2 separate regions of the Triticum aestivum genome follow, and region 1 is linked to region 2. Evidence: chromatin contacts called from public Hi-C data. All regions are on one chromosome and are shown on one strand. The core of a region is the stretch at or near the end of the contact, and the rest is flanking DNA. Distances in the headings are between cores, read along the strand shown.

Region 1 (3,601 bases), core at 148-2,647, 260 kb after region 2:
GATAAATTCAGTAAAAATGGCCTATTCGCCCATTAATCCCTACTCAGCACCCAACTGATATGGTACCAGTTACCGATAGCCTGAACATTGGTCCAAGCCAAGAGATACAAAAATGTTGGCTAGGCAAAATATTGGATATGGTTTTGGTTGTCAAAGTTCTGGCCTATGTTGGCAAGGAAGTTCACTGGGAGTCGCCTAAGGAGCATGAGTATATGGAGAGTTTGGCAAACCATGTAGATGCCTATGAGAGGTATTAATTTGGACACTGTGACATCATGAGCAAGAAATTGATGCGGTTAATTTAGGCATAGGCCAAACATAGCCTGAACAATGTAGCTATGAGAATAGTGTTCTAGTTGATATGCATTTTTTTTAATATAATGCAGCAGCAGTAACTTAATTGACAGACATAAAACTCTAAATGAAGTTGCCAACATTGATATCAGAATACTTAGCGCCAAACAAACCAAGGCAGAATTTAGCAGGTTCATTGAGAGGAAGCTTAATCACACTGTCTTTTGAGGTATGATGACCAGACATGTCAACTTCAGCAAAATGAATAGGATATTACACCATGAAATTTAGATTTCAGCCAAATTATCTAGAGTGGCAATATCTAATGGCTAAGAAGGAAAATTTATGCATTCATGAGGCAGAAACAGAGTGATTTGTCCCAAAAGAACTAAAAGACTTTCAGAGTGACTCACTACACTGAGCCAGTAACCCGAAGCCGGAAAGGATTGTCACTGAGTGAAGCCAAGACCTTAATATGCCCCAGCAATGCTAGGCTCCAATAAACATCAGTACCGAATAGGGCTCTACACATTTCAGTTTACCAGTACACATGGCACCTAATGAATTCCAGCTCAAGATTTTTCAAATAAAAACATGGCAGTTAAGTATGCAGAAACTGGATCAAGCGTGCTGCGTGCAGACCTAAACATAAGAATTAGCGACACTTAATTCTCGGGCCATATCAAATTAACAGCCACAGAACCAAATTATCGAACCCATCTGGTGAAGATGTGTTTCAAAATGAGTTGAGCTCTACCACGGAATGGCAGAATACCACTGGTGAATCAACGCATAGGTAAACCGATACGGATCTCACGAGAAGTGCAGCCTGACTATATCTGTATTACGACTTTATGAGAGAGGTGGCCTACCTCGGAGAGCACGTGGGGCCGGAGTCGTACCGCGCGGCGAGCCGGGGATGCAGCGGACAGCGCAGGGCGGCGGCGGCGGCGCGCGGCGCGACGTGGGTGGCGAAGCCGATCAGAACATGGACGGGGCGGCGGCTGCAGGGTTAGAGGAGGAATGGACGCGATGCGATGCGATTAGACTAGTAACGGCCCGGTTAGGCCCAGGAATATGGTCGTTGTTTGGGGGTGAGCCCAGCTCGTTTCTTATCCAGGCCCACATTGTGAACCGCCTCCAGTACCGGGACAAGAAAGGAGAAGTGAGTAGTAGCTCGGAGATCGGCGGGCGGCGGCTATGGCGATGGCGGCGGCATCAGCGGGCGGCGAGCCGGTAGAGCCGCAGTCGTTGAAGAAGCTGAGTCTCAAGTCGCTGAGACGCTCCCTCGACCTCTTCGCGCCCACCCACTCCCTCCCCTTCGCTCCCGACGCCGAGAGGTAAGCCAGCTCGCTCGCCCCCCTTCCTTAACCCCCCCAAACCCTAGCCCACTTGTGCTAACCTCTTCTCTTCGCTTGCTCTCTATCTCGCGGCAGCAAACGGATTCGCGTCAGCTGCAAGGTTCGTGGCCTCGTCTCGGCTCTCTACTGGTTATGTTCCTACCTTTGTCTGCACATAAGCGGCGGCCCTGAGAATTTGGTGGTCGGGTGGTTTCTCGCAGGTGAATGCGGAGTACGGCGCGGTCAAGAACCTGCCGACCGACCAGGACCGAGCGCAGGGGAAGGGCGCCGCCGCTCCTTCCAATGCATTGGCGCTTCTAGGTATTTTTTTGCTGCCCTTCTTGAATGAGAAGTCCCTGCCGCTTTTCAAATTGAACAACAGAAATTCACTAGCTATATCAGGACTTTTGATGCTCGTTAGTAATGACCGCTAGGCAAAAGAAACAATGGGGATTTCAAGAACAGGAATAACGGCTGAAATTCTAGCGAATTTCATTGTAGATTGTTTACAGGATGATAAAAATTATCTTTGTCAGGCACACAAGACACAAAAGATGCTCCTAGGGAAGGCACTAGTAATGCCATTATCCCTGCACCGCTTATGCTTCCTAAAGCACCGTAAGTGCATCCATGTTCTCTTGTCTGTTGTTAATATGTTGATGTTCCTTTTTATTGCTACTGAAGTTTCCTCTTTGATTTTTCATCAGTGAATCTGCAGTGCCTGGCAAAAATACAACCGTATTGTCGGTTCCTGGGTCATCTGATAGGTTTGTTCACTTGCATTTCCCTCTATGGCTGTCTGGTCATCATACAACATGGCTTCCATATTATTTCTGATATTCTATCAAGTGTGTCAACTGTGAAATATTTGTAATGTGCAGTTCCTGGCTGTTACTTTAAATTGCTCATGTCTTGATATGTCTTTTAGATTCTCGACATCTGCACTGATGGAAAGGTTGCCAAGTAGATGGCCTAAACCTGTATGGCATGCTCCCTGGAAGAACTATCGGGTAATTATCTTTCATTCAAGTGTCACTTCCATATTGTGTGTTATAGCTTGTTTGGCACCCCAGGGACAGGTTCTTGGCATATCGGTGCCGTATTTGGACTGGAAAAAAGATTTATTTTGACCTTTTGAGCATCCATGCAATTCTACTATCCATCTGTGAATATTTAAATTGGTTAAAATCGTTAAACCCTCTCATGTTCTTCTGCATATTTGGTTGGAATTAAACTGGTATATGGGAGCATCTTGGTTCTCACTAATTGATAAATTACATCATTTCTTTTCCAGAATTATTGTTGATGGTAGTTCTAAACGTATGCAGGTTATCAGTGGCCACTTGGGCTGGGTGCGATCTATAGCATTTGATCCAGGCAATGAATGGTTCTGTACTGGTTCTGCTGATAGAACAATAAAGGTGAGCCCTACAGCCTGCACTCCTGTCTTGGAATTTGGAAATTAAGTTGAATTCATGTATGCGTGCAACTAGTTATATCATAACATGCATTGGCACTGTTAGTGGCTCAGAGGCTTGATTACAGGTGTCCTCACTTTTCTAATGTTTTATACTTCTATTTGCATGATGCAGTTATTCCCAGTTTCCGGAATCTTGTTTGAACTAATATAATAATTATATTGCTATTCTGTTGGCGAATTCTCATGAGAAACAGAAAATAGTGCATGTACAATTTATTATCTGTTTATGCTTCTGGTGGGTTTTATTTTGACATCAATCTTCCATTTGCATTTTTTTGCTTTGTGCAAGGCCAACCGCTACTATAAGGGTCACTAAACTATCTCCCTCTTCCCTTATTTTGCATTTGTACATTAAGCTAGCAATCCAACTGCCCAACATGTCATACTACTTTCCTGTGTAGTTCATTGATTGATCTTCTGACAACTGGGTTGTGTAGATATGGGACCTGGCATCAGGAATGTTGAAGCTGACACTAACTGGTCATAT
Region 2 (3,493 bases), core at 196-2,695:
GCCCGTGACGTCGACGTGCGGCCGGTGCCGTGAGACGCGATGCTTTCCTTTCCGGTCGCCGTCGTGAGTACAAGGCGACGTCCGTTCGATCGAAGCGACCTGATTCCATGCCGCCTGCGCGCAGCAATGTCCATGTTGCTCGGGCAGTGAGAAAGTGTTCACAAACAGTGACGACGCCGCGCGACCTAATAATTAGCCTACGCACGCGCACCTAGTGCTTTAGAGACAGTCGACCAGGTGTTTTCGAGAAAGCCGTTGTGTATATGCGTATGTATGAGTGTGTCTGCATTCATATTGTATTAAAAAATGACATACAACATGTCACGACCAGTGTTGACGTGAAATTTGAAGAGAAAAAAGAAAGAAGAACAACTACACGCTGACGTTGCGCGTTTGAGGCAGCAGTGCACGTCATCAGACGTCCGTGACACCGGAACATTTCACCGTGTCCCGACGCGGTTGCTGTACAGCGGCTCGAGCTGTGACTGCCCTGCCCCCGTACTACTGAATCTTCATTTGCAGGACCGACGTCTAAATGATTTTATATAGGTTATAGCAGTAAGCCAGTAATGAATATGTGTTTAGGAGCATGAATTCAATATTTATTGGAGCTTCATTTGCAGATTCAATATTTATTGGAGCTCCATTTGCAGGATCAACGCAAGAATGAATCAGATAGCAAGAAAACGCAAGAAACATTTGTTTAGGAACAAGAAAAACGCTGGATTCTTTTGTTATTATAATACCTAACTGTAAAAGTAAAAGGTACAAGCCCTGCTCGACCAAAAATACATCTGATCTGAGCATCCAAGCCCAGACGCACGCACGCACGCACACAAACACAATGGGAAACAGCCAAACGTCCAGGCCGCATCTCCCCCGTAGTATAGGATCGATGATGATGAGATGCGTCGTGAAGCCGCACAGCCGCGCGCGGCGAACGAGCCCCGCCTGCCTCTTCCCTATCTTCCCTCGTTACGTAGCGGTAGCAGTTCTGTTTTCCATGGCGGGACCAGGAGGGTCGAGTGGAGCCGGGCTTCAGGCCCGTGCGTAGGTCTGTCCGAGGTGCGCGGCGCGGAGGTCGGCGGGGTCGGCGCCGGCGGCGCGGTTGGCGGGGCGGTAGTGGCCGGTGACGGGGTCGGGCACCCACGAGGCGTCGGCCGCGGCCTTCTCGGCCTCCCTGGCCGCCTTCCCGTCCGCGGCCGCCGCGGCGCCGCGCCTCATCGCCCCGGAGGAGGCCGCCGCCGCGTAGCCCCTGGCGGTGGCCGGGGCCAGCCGCTGGGCGAGCGCGCGGGCAGCAGCGGAGCCGGAGAGAGCGAGGGCCATCGGATCCGTCTGCGTTGGACGATCGAACGGCTGGTTGGCTCTGGCTCTGTGCTGCTGCTACTGCTCCAACGTGGGCGTTTGAGGCTTGGTGGGCTTTGGTGGTGTGGGGGAACGAGAGAGGCCAGGGCCCGTATATAAAGGGAGACGGGGAGGGGCAGGCGCAGTAAAAAGGGCCCAACGGCACGGGGTTTTGTCAAAGATTCGGTGGCTTTTGGGCGCCGTCACTCAGCGCGGCGAACCGGCACGTGCCGACGCGACGGACGCAGGAAATGGCGCCGCGGGTTCGTCGCTTCCTTCCTACGTGGTCGACTTGATTTTTTTTTGAGAGAGTCGACTTGATATTTTTGTTTACTCTTCTCGAGCTGATGTTGCCGTGCCTCGCCCGGTCGACATGAGCCAGCGAGAGCGACGCACGTTTAATAAAAAGTTGGTGGCAATTAGGACTTTTGAGAGGAGTATAAGCCAGGTCGTGTTGGGTTCGTTGTCAACGGCGAAGTTGCCCTAGCTCTTCTCGGTTTGGTGCGCACTAAAATTAATTAAAAATATTAACGCCCACATGTGTGACATATTTACACTTTACCCACACTCGTTGATACACGTTGATTTTATTTTACATGAATCTTAAAAAAATCTGTTAGATTTTCAGTGCCATGTGGGCATCATCGTGTGTGTAGGCGTTGGAGAGTTCATCCACACGACCCGCAACACACGGTTGCCAACTGCGCCGTGTGGACGAACTAATTTTTGGCCACACAGTCACCACCTGGTTCACGCATGTGTGGATGAACTGCTCTTCGCCCGCACGACACTCGTACATTGTTCGATGGCAACTGCAGTTGCACGTACGTGGCAACTAGGATAACACACATGGCAACTATGATTCGTTGCTAGGCGGCAGCTGCAGTTGTGCGTATGTGGCAACTAGAGAGGTAAATAAAGTAGCACATGAACTGGCTAGATTAGCTAGATTTTTTTTCAGACTTCGGTTTGGTTTGAGGAGCCTTTTAGTGAAATTGTAACACTTCTCACAAACGATGTATTGGTTATTGCTAATGAATAAAATTTCGTTTATTTAAAAAAAGGTAATCACGCATTGCAACTACGATAAATCATACGTGGCAACAATGGTTGGACCACACGAGGCAACTAGTTAATTACACATGGCAACTAGTTAATCACCCATGGCAACTATTATTTGACCACGTAGGGTAAGTAGTTTATCACACATGGCAACTATAGTTTGAACACGTGGCAACTATCGTTACTTACACATGGCAACTACATTTGTCATCCCATGGATGCGCCAGGACGTGTGGGCAGATTTGCTTTATGCCACACACGCGGGGTGAAGATGAGTAGTAGTTCATTAGGCGTGCGACACGAAGTAGCGGCGCCCACACGTATGGGCAGCCCGAATGTTCGCCCACACATGATCTGTGTGGGCTGCCTTCTGCTTACACCACACACGGCGTATGGGCGGATGTCTAATAAATCACGCGTGTGGGCGTTATCAGCGTCCAAATTAATTTTTCAACTCGCATGCAGCGGGTCGCCGTCGCATGGATGCAACGCTGCGGCACCTTGGTCTCCCTCGCGTGTGGGTGCAGCGCCGGCTCATGGAGGTCGTCGCCGCGCGGGGCATCACCAATTCACCATGGCTGTCGGGGTCGTCATTGCGTGAGGGAGCGCTGCGGCGCCAGAGCAATGATCAGTGTCGGGTCATGGTCTTGTTAGAGCGCTGCCACGGCCTACGAATCGCCGTCACTAAGGGCATGTATAATACATAGCCTCAAGGTGATGCCTCGCATGCCATGTAGAATCGAATATGACGTAAAGTAGGTTCGGATAGGGAAGCGGGATCCTCTCCAGGAGGCGGATGCTTGAAGTAAAAAAGTGTGGTCCGATGACAAAGCTGAAAAGGCTGGAATGAAAAGCAAAGATGCATGTGTACTAGAGTCTTTATTTTCTATTTAATAATGAGGTCCACTAATGATAGCTTACATTGAAGAGAAAAATTAATGTAGATACCTCAGATTACTTTTTATCATAAAGCATATATATTCATATGCCACAATTGTACATGCCCTAAGAAAGCGGCGCGGCAATCAATTGTCATTGAATCATCGTCGCCTCCAGATTGCCCTCACGGCTAGACAAAAAGTAGGAA

The links. Hi-C and Micro-C count contacts between places; a contact is called where the count stands out from the background.
Region 1: a Hi-C map of leaf shows a contact between it and region 2, with 10 times the contacts expected there. The contact joins the promoter of LOC123060980 here to the promoter of LOC123058244 in region 2. A contact is called at or near these places in 3 of 5 Hi-C or Micro-C datasets (leaf and an unstated tissue).

Annotation. Positions count from the first base shown.
Region 1 is chr3A:207,190,605-207,194,205 of IWGSC CS RefSeq v2.1, forward strand. LOC123060980 (protein pleiotropic regulatory locus 1) reads left to right here and starts at 1,398. Exons shown (of 17, transcript XM_044483857.1): 1 at 1,398-1,634; 2 at 1,731-1,755; 3 at 1,856-1,955; 4 at 2,171-2,252; 5 at 2,342-2,401; 6 at 2,563-2,644; 7 at 2,963-3,055; 8 at 3,552-3,601. The coding sequence starts at 1,495. LOC123060981 (50S ribosomal protein L18) reads right to left here and starts at 1,338. Exons shown (of 2, transcript XM_044483858.1): 1 at 1,167-1,338.
Region 2 is chr3A:206,926,972-206,930,464 of IWGSC CS RefSeq v2.1, forward strand. LOC123058244 (late embryogenis abundant protein 41-like) reads right to left here and starts at 1,446. Exons shown (of 1, transcript XM_044481036.1): 1 at 703-1,446. The coding sequence starts at 1,326. The coding sequence ends at 1,039.